Regions from separate parts of the Astyanax mexicanus genome. Here region 1 is linked to region 2. A link is a contact called in public Hi-C data. All regions are on one chromosome and are shown on one strand. Each heading gives the region's core, a stretch centred on a gene start, on an enhancer-like site or on the middle of the called end of the contact. The rest is flanking DNA. Distances are from core to core; before and after follow the strand shown.

Evidence for each region. Hi-C and Micro-C count contacts between places; a contact is called where the count stands out from the background.
Region 1: a contact with region 2 is called in a Hi-C map of muscle, with 20 times the contacts expected there. The contact joins two enhancer-like sites. A contact is called at or near these places in 2 of 3 Hi-C or Micro-C datasets (both in muscle).

What each region holds. Positions count from the first base shown.
Region 1 is chr6:29,623,182-29,628,064 of AstMex3_surface, forward strand. It overlaps adamtsl4 (ADAMTS-like 4), which reads left to right. Exons shown (of 17, transcript XM_022673762.2): 8 at 155-324; 9 at 1,453-1,567; 10 at 2,712-2,936; 11 at 3,631-3,760. Among protein-coding and RNA genes, the nearest start is that of celf3b, 14 kb to the right of the region's middle. Within about 2 kb of position 2,805, the one cell type or tissue checked has an H3K27ac peak away from gene starts, as active enhancers do.
Region 2 is chr6:29,552,042-29,556,994 of AstMex3_surface, forward strand. tars2 (threonyl-tRNA synthetase 2, mitochondrial) reads left to right here. Exons shown (of 18, transcript XM_007254527.4): 18 at 1,119-1,764. The coding sequence ends at 1,261. Among protein-coding and RNA genes, the nearest start is that of tars2, 21 kb to the left of the region's middle. Within about 2 kb of position 1,865, the one cell type or tissue checked has an H3K27ac peak away from gene starts, as active enhancers do.

The sequences.
Region 1 (4,883 bases), core at 1,555-4,054, 72 kb after region 2:
ACATTAGAACCTTCAGAAAACACACAGTGTAATTTCAACAGAGGTGTCCATACTTTGCACACAACTGTACATTATATTTCGAAATACAGCATAACATATACTATGAACTGAAGTGCATTTTTGGTCATTTGTATATGTGTGTTTGTATGTCCAGCATTGCGAAGTGGCACGGGTCAATCTGTGGTGAACGGGCGATGGGCAGTGGATCCTCCGGGTGAGTACGAGGCTGGAGGGACAACGTTTGTGTACAGCCGACCCCGAGGAGATGAGAAAGGAGAAACACTGAGTGCAGCTGGACCAACAACTACGCAACTGCAGCTATATGTAATAATATACACTACACACAATTACACTACTGCAGCTTTATGTAATAATACACACTACACACAATTACACAACTGCAGTTTTATGTAATAATATACACTACACACAACTACACTATTGCAGCTATGTATACTTAAATGTACACTACGCCCAACTACACTTCTTTACAGTCTGTGGCAGTCAATTGGTGGTCCTTAAATTTAAGGCATCATATCTCTTCAAAAAGGCACCATTTAAGGTGGAACAGGGAATTTACAGAAATGTACTGCTAGCTATTTGTATGCTTGTTATAAAGCAAAGGTTCCATAATACATTGAACCCACATTAAACTATGATAATGCAGTTGTTATCATAATTTTTCAATGAAAATAACAATATATTGTTTGTTTCTTTAACCCATAAAAGCCCAGACCCAGTTCTAAATATTGTCACAAAACTTAAAATTAAATCAATTAAACTAACTAAACAGCTCATTAATTTTTTAGCGATTATGATAAAGACAGATGACTAAATATTCTAAGGTTAAAAATCTTAAAGTTGCATAAATAAGACAACTGAGCTTTAACATGGTTTCAGAACTAGTTATATGTACTGTAAAACATTTTGTTAAAATTGAGTTTACTTCCGAGAAAAATCTCTGTTTGGAGGCGATGCAGCTTTAAAACTTTATCCCAACAAGATTGGAACACCCTTCCTCTAGTTGTGAATGTGAAAAGTGGAGAGGTTAAGTGGTAGAGGCAATGGGTGAAATGGGATTGGGTTTTAGTCTGAATCGCCACACACACATACAGTTATGTAGTGAGTTTATTACAACATACTGTTTCCATTTCTTCCAGATTTTATCCCACCCTCTGATACACCCCTGGGGGAAACTTTTCAGTTAGTATTCAGCTGCTAGAAGAATAAAGATTCCACATTAGTTGCAGGAGCTGTGTGTGTGTGTGTGTGTGTGTGTGTGTGTGTGTGTGTGTGTGTGTGTGTGTGTGTGTAGGGCAGTTGCTTAACAATAGTGATTAATAACTAATTCGAAATGGAATTTGGCCTCTAAGCAAGCATTAATATTAGGTTATGGAGTTATTAATCTCTCTTCCTCTCTCTCTCTCTCTCTCTCTCTCTCTCTGTATGCAGATTATTTTCCACAGACACAATCCAGGTATAGACTATGAATACTACATTCCAGTGAAGCAGGGAAAAGAAAAAGTGAGAGAGTGGGATGGAGGGAACGAACCTCTTCGAGAGATCAGTGAGTTTCTGTCTTCATTCCCGCCCCTTATTTTCTCCTAGCTCTCATCTGTTTTCAGTCATCTTTCGGATACTTAATCTCTGTCTCTGTCTCTCAGGCTGTCTGTCTCTCATCTCTGTCTGTTTCTGTGCAAGTCTGTTCCTCCCTGTTTATTATTTGTGTTTGTTTTATAATACTGTTAATACTGTTTGTTTTATAATCTTTGTTACGAACCAGTGTCAGATCTTTAGTGACGAGTCCAAGTGAGGACATTTTACTTTTTCTTAAAACACAAACTCAAACATTTGCTTCCAATACCTAAAGATTTGGATTCTATTATATTGTGGTTAGGTTTGGGTTATGATTAGGGTTTGGTTTAGGGATTGTACTGTTAGGGTTAATAATAGGGTTAGGTTTAGAGTTAGTGTGGTCAGTGTTATGGTTAAAATGTAGGGTTAGCTTTAGAGTTAGTGTGGTCAGTGTTAGGGTTAATATTAAGGGTTAGGTTTAAAGTTATTGTGGTCAGAGTTAGGTTAAATATTAGGTGTAGTATTACACAGTGTGTGTGTGTGTGTGTGTGTGTGGGAGTATGTCTGTTGAACATGTTTCTTTTGGGCCGTCTTCTCTGATCTCATATTGGGCATCGCTGCTCAAATGTTCTGATCATTTAGAACATGATTTAGACCTTCACACACACATATGAGGACACCATTTCTGGCTGCCTGAGGGTCTGTATATGTGTGTGTGTGTGTGTGGGTGGGTGTGTCTTGTGTTGAGTTCAGTCTCCTCGTGACTCTTGGACTGTAAGTGCGTTCCTGAGAAAGCTGCATACACCCGTCCTTTCTCCTCTCTGTTTCAGTTCAGTCTGACACTTTAATGGACTTCATTAGCAGGGCTGTTTACTGCACTGTTGCTAAAGACATTTTAGCTGGTAACAAACAAAACAGTGTAATCAGTAACAATAAACAGCACAACAAAACTACAGGAGAATCAAAAAGTACACAGTAACTATCATCTAATTGTCGTTGTTGTCATCTTGTCATTGTATCTTCATGTTTGTTATTTTGAAAATACCAAAATACCAGTTGCTATTTAATATTTATAAGAAAAATCGTTCTTTCTATCTCTGTCTGTTTCGCTCTGTTTCGCTCTCTCTCTCACTCAGGTCCTCTTGCAGTGGCTGTTGAAGACCCTCCCTCTCCTCCTGTCTCTTCTTCCTCAAATTCTGCGACCCCAGAGAGGTGGACCCTGGAACGGCCCCGGGTACGGAGCTCAGGGTCCAACCGGAATGCTCGAATCCCACCTCGGACCGACATCCCACTGGACAACCAACCTGTTTTCGTCTGGAGGAGGGGCAGAATGACTGAGTGCTCTGCCACCTGTGGAAAAGGTCAGATGTGTGTGTGTATAATTTAGTCTATAACATTACTCAAGTTTTATTATAGTCTTCATTTTAGTTCTGTTCAGTTAAACGAAATTCAGCAATTATATTTCAATTTCAATTCCATTTACTTTTTTCAGTTAATTTAAATTTTATTTCTGTTTTATGATTTATTAACCATAGTGGTTCGGTAGCAGTAACCCTTTATAATGAGGTAAAAGATTTTTTTCAGAAAATACTGCTGCCTAGACCCTAGGACACGAACTATACAATCATTAATCAGTGTAGAGGTAGAGACAGGGTTTATACTGTACAATGATTACACACATATCTGAAGTATATATTACTGTATAAACACTTAATATGAAGGCATTTTTGTTAAATAAGGGTGTGTTTCAATATCAACACAGAAGAAGTTATAAAAATAAATTCTTGCCAGATATTCTCTTTTTTGTTCTGGGCTTGTTCTGCCATAACAGTCATGCCAAAAACCTGGTGCCAAATGTCAATGTTTCAGTCATGCAATACTTTGTCTTATAATGATGTGTTTTTTGCTGTGTGTGTGTGTGTCATACGGATCTGTTTTAGATTAATTTTATATGCATGTGGAGTGTGATCTTGTATTATAGTTCCCTCTTGTGGTAAAACTATGGTACTACAAGGCATAGCTGATCGTGTTATCTGTATGTGTGTTTATGTGAAGGTTCTCAGTACAGAGAGATTCTGTGTGTGAACAGACACACTGATCAGGAGGTCCACGAGAAAAGATGTGACTCAGCAGCCAAGCCGCTCCCAGAGGAAGAGCCATGCAACATCCATCCCTGCCCACCATTGTGAGTCACATTTCGCTCTGTGTGGTCTGTATGCCCATCTATGTGGTGAACCCTCCAGCATTGACCAAACATTTGAACAAACTTATTGGAGCATTTATATTGGTCTATTTATCTTGTCATTTCGATATCATGTAAAGAACAAGATTCACATTATGTCACATAATGAGCCTCTCCCCCTACCCGTTCCCTCCCTTCACAAATCTGCTTGTATGTCTGTTTCTCGAATGCAAGAAAACTACCTGAACCTGATCTAAAATTTATCTTTAACTATTTTGTGCATACATTTTTTGCATAATTTTGCTTTCTTTATTTTAAAAAAGAAAAGACTAAACCAAGACATTTCTTCAGTTTCTATAACTATAATATAACAGTGTGTGTTCAGACAGAAGCGCTGTTAGCCTTCAACACAAACAAGACAAACATGTAATTATAGTTAAACCCAAACACAGTATTATTAAAAATCTTTTAAAAAGCTTTTACCAGCCCCCTACTAAAATTTATATTTTGATCAGATTTTGGATCCCTGCATTGCAAGCTAAGCTAAAAAAAACCTGGATCAGGAAAATATGTGCAAAAATCTTACTATAACCTTCATACACTGCCTAGCCAAAAAAAGTAGGCACAAAAAAGGTCATACACTTTGTTGGATCGCTATTAGCTTTGATTGCAGCCCTCATTCAGTGTGGCACTGTTTCGATAAGCTTCTGCAATTTAACAAGATTTATTTTAATCCATTGTTGCATTGATGATGGTAGAGTCTGACCGCTTAACAAAGTCTTATCCAGCACATTCCAAAGATTCTCAATGGGGTTAAGGTCTAGACTCTGTGGTGAACAATCCATGTGTGAAAATGATGATCTCATGCTCCCTGAATCACTCTTTCACAATTTCAGCCCCATGAATTCTGACATTGTCATCTTGGAATATGCCCGTGTCATCAGGGAGGAAATAATCCATTGATGGAATAACCTGGTCTATATTCAGTATATTCAGGTAGTCAGCTGACCTCATTCTTTCAGCACATACTGTTGCTGAACCTAGACCTGACCAACTGCAGCAAACCCAGATAATTTACTTAAATCCAGATGGAGACTCTTTTTTTGGCCAGGTAGTGTTACCAACA
Region 2 (4,953 bases), core at 615-3,114:
AGTAATTTCCAAGATCTGGTGTAGGTTAGAAACACAAGTAGCAGGTTGTGTTCAACTGATCAAAGTCTGGGATCTACGTAGTTTGAAAAAGTATATGTCTCAATCTAATATTATGAATTTTATGAAGCAAAATGATGAACAAATAAAAATTAAGCATCAATTGCATATTGTGGCTTAAGTATGTTGGTTGTGGAACAGTGACTGACTGACAAATATATGTTATTAATAAAACAGCCAGACTTGTTTTAGTGCTCTAATGGTTCAAATTTATATTTCTGGAGAATATTAAGGTTGGATCTTAGTTAGACAGCATATATATATTTGGTTGCTAAGTAAGATAAAAAATGACAATTGGGGGTTGATACCTCTAGTTTGGGGCATATCATATGTTTATTATGAATAATTACTCTCATTTGGTTGCAGTATCAGTGAAAAGTTTGGACACACTGTCTCATTCACAATGTTTTCTTCTTTTATATTTAAATTTATTTTTTACGTTGTAGAAAAATAATAAAGTAATAAAAAGAATTAAGGGGCACATATGGACACGTTATGTAATAATGATTTGGGATGAGTTGGAGCTTCACAGTATGAGGGAAAAGCAGCAACTATTGTTCAGCACCTCCAGGAACTCCAAGTTGCTGTTGAAGTGACTCATGAAAACACTGAGATTAAAATATCAAGAGTATACAAATCTGTGACGAAGGCAAAATTATGCAACTTAGAATAATTTAAAGTATAAAACATACTGATTAACACTTTTTGTTTACAAAATATTTCTGCATGTGTTTAATAAATGTACCAAAAAACCCATTGAATGAGAAGAGGTGTGTCCAGACTTTTGACTGGCATTCTACTGTGATTCAGTGTAGTTTGCAGATTTAGTGTGTCTTGGATTTGACAGTAGCTGATTTAGTTTATCGTGGAAAAGGATCTCAAGAATTGATCTAATGCAGTTGGAAGGCTAGTGTAGAGTTTAAGGTGGCCTGGCAGGGAGAACACTGACCTGTCTTTCAGGGTTCAAAGCTCAGCTGCTGTTGAATGAGTGCAAGTCAATTGCTGAGGTGCACTTTGGCTGAACACAACTGTACATAAATTAAATTTCCTCTTGCATGCAGTGGTTGGAGAGAAGGAGCAGGAGAGTGGCACGGTCAGCGTACGGACAAGAGGAGGAAAGCAGCTTGGTCAAAGGTCACTGGAGGATGTGATGACTTCACTGGAGGAGCTCCGAGAGAGACGCAGTAATCGAGACGAGTTTTGATCGGCCCACACACTCAGGAACCTGGACACGCTCAGTCATAACAAACCGGCCAAGTTAAAAAACATCTGAAACATGTGTATATACACACACACACACACACACACACAGAGGATGGAGACAACTCCCATTGGGCAGTTTATTGCCCTGAATATGTGTATACTTATACAAGTGTAAACTTTCCTGAATCTTGTTCCCTCACCCACATACATAAAATTAGGAGAGAGAGAGAGAGAGATGTATAAACTTTATTGGATCTCCTTCTCTCTATCTCACACACACACACACACTCCCACCCACTCATGTATAAACACACTCTTCATCGGTTTAATGTTCGAACTCTCTGAAAACCAAACAGACTCTTCATTGTGTTCCTGCTCTCGAACCAGGACAACTCAACTGAACCCGACTGACCTGAATAGATCAGTGGACGAGGTCAGAATTAACATTCAGTTACAAATGCTTGACTAAAGTATTTATAATAAAATAGCCTCATTTGTAAGTTGCACCTCGTGTCCTCTCTTTGGAGACGCTTCCTAAAAGCAGGGAAAGACTGCTGGGGTCCAGCTTAGTCTGGTGTGAGCCCAGTGTTGGCTGCTACACCAGAATAGCCAGAATACTTCATGCCTTTTTTAGAAATGACTTCTTTTAGAAATCACTCCCTTTACACAGGCATTGTTATATAAGGAGGGGGAGTCATGGATATGCGAATAGAATAGACTTTCAGGGAACAGATGCGGAGGCAAGCAGACGGAGAGAGGAAGGGAGGATGGGAGGGGAAAAAAGTGGGGATTTTACCAAAATGGGAAGAAAGCATAGGTGGCTTAGGTTGATAGGCCGCTGTGTTGTTAATGAAAACAGGAAAATGGAGGCTGTGGGTCAGCGACAGGAGTGACCGCTGGGAGTTTTGCTGCTCTAATTGGGAGAAAGCGGCAGAACGGAAGAGATATGAGTCACTCTAAAGTGACCAAAGAGGGAAAGGGTCAGGGTAGACACACACACACTCATACACACTCACTCTCACGCCCTCTCTTACCGCAGACAGGGTTGGAATCCAACAGACCATTCTCAAATACACTTTAAAAGGCTTTGTAAGATACTGGTATGCTTGTGTGTGTGTGCAGTTTCAGCCACAGGGCTGCTGAAAACAGGAATCTGAAGAAGACAACGTGAGGGAATGAGAGAAGAGGAGTGATGGAGTGAAGGAAAAGTGAGACAGGTTCAAAGGCATGGTTGTTCTGCTTGAGAAGGTGGACACAGAAGGGGAATTCAGAAAGTGTGTGTGTGTGTGTGTCACTTCACTAACTGACGTAAATTCTCTTGCTGTAACAACATTCTGGACTTGGTTTCAGCTACTCTGAAGCAGCACCAATACATTTACCCATAGTTAAAAAATAAATAAATAAAACGGTTGCTGATTTTAGCTGTTTGAGGTACATTGACAATTTTTAAGGATACAGTAAAAAGACAGTATAACACCACAGTTTTTGAAACTTTAAACTTTAAAAGGCTGCTTTTATTCTTTTGTTTCCCTGGCCAAAGATATTTGTTCAGTTTTAAGTAGTAAGTTTCTATACTTAACTGACTGTTTTCTAATTTCTATTTACTCCAGATTCTAATATTTTTTATTTGTGTACACAGTAAACAGGAAGTTACCCTGCTTAATTGTTACCTCAGAGACCAGCTTGGGAAAGTCTGCATATGCATTTGCATATATACATCCTGTGAGGTGTTATCTTGTGACTGAGGCTCAACGCAGAAAAGCATGCCTATGCAAGGTGATGTGAATTATCGGACTTTGAGCCAGGTCATTCTTCTACAATCCACAGTGTCAGGTGTGCACCGAGAATATGTCCTTGAAGGTATTCCCACCCTCAGTGGAAAGCGCAACGGGTGGTAATGATTGCGACCAGTGGATCTGGTTAGAATTGTGTATGCCGACAATCAATTTGGGCAGAATCAAAATCACATCCACGTTCATTGCAGGAGTCTTCACAAGTACATCCCACGGACCAGTCAAAATTACATACAGTCCAAGTTTAGTTTTACGTAGTTTAGGTCATTTTTTTGGGAGAGAATAGGTAAATAAATTTCTATGTAACAAAACTGATTTGTGAAATAAATTATAATAGATGTATTAATAGCTTGTATATGTACTGTAATATATGTGTATATATGGGGTACAAGGTCCATATCCATTAGTATCGTAAAACTCTCCAGAATATGCCATATGGCCAAGCACATTAACTAGTACAGAGACTGATTCTTTTATTCCAGTCGTTTCTCTTTGTGGTTTGGAGTGCGTAGAAGAGATAACATCTCTCCTATCCTCTCTCTCTCTCTCTCTCTCGCTTTCCCTCTCCCCCAACTTTCTCTCTCTCTCCATACAAACACTCCTTCACAGAAAGCAATTCTTCAACCAGTGAGCCAAGTCACGTAAAGTTCATCTGAAATTATTTTTAGCTTGCGGCAAAAAGAAAGCGGGGTAGAATTTTAAAGACTCCTGCTTTGTGTACAATTGCCATTGAATTAAATTGTACACAGTGGGCCTTACATACGGCCTTGACTTGCGAGTGCCAGTCTATAAGTGAGTTAATCTGCTAAGACTGCTGAGGTTGGGAGTGGCAAAGAAAAGGTCACACATCTCTGTGGTGATTGGTTTATGAATAGGACATTTGGCAATGGTAAAAAAAAAACACTGGATAAAAGCTTCTAGATATTTTAGTAAAGCAAGGCTTAGGCAAGGTTAGTACTGTTATGTAAAGCGTGAACTTTCGGATAACTTAAGCAAAGCCTCGGAACATACACTTATCATCAAAAGAAATAGTTGCACTATTTATATATATATATATATATATATATATATATATATATATATATATATATATATATATATATATATATATATATATATATATATAATTTTTTTTTTTTTTTTTTTTTTTTTTTTATATATAATATATATATTTAGTTTGCTAAATAAATTATTATACCTGTTCAAGAACAAACCTGCTTTATTCTATTGAATAGAGACATGGAAAACTATTGTCTCTGTTTAGCTTGAAAAATGTTTATTTTAAGAAGACAATGTTTATTTTAAGAAGACATTTACAAATATGCTGTTTAATATTTTATAAACTATATACAAGACACTACTGAGAATGCAAAAGGACCTGTAGGAATAACCCATACACAGTCTATAGAGTGACAGGTGGGTATTTTCTGTGCTCACCACAAAAATTAAGCTTCAGAAAGTTTTACATTTAAACAAACCTGAAGCATTTAAGATACAAGTCCTGCTGACTTATTAGGTTAAAATATAACTCTTTGCCTGCAGTAAGAAAAGGTATGTATAAAGAAAAAAAGATGCAAAATTTAATGAAAATTACACTTTTCCAAGCAGCGTATTGATTATGTTTTGAACTATGGGCCCGTACATGTTGACTACATATTAGATCCAGTGCAAATAAAAAAGCAAAACCTGCATAACATTGCATAACATTGTTACACAATGATAAAATCGTGTACATTTTAAGTTCTACTGTTTGTACCAGATGCAGGGCTACTGTAGACTAGTCCAAGCTTTATATCTGCTACAAGCAGATTTTAGAACATCTTCATTTTGTGTCACTGCTTTATCAATTGGAGATTTCCTCTGGTAATTCTAGTGCCTCTGTTTTATCTTTCTTGTAGAA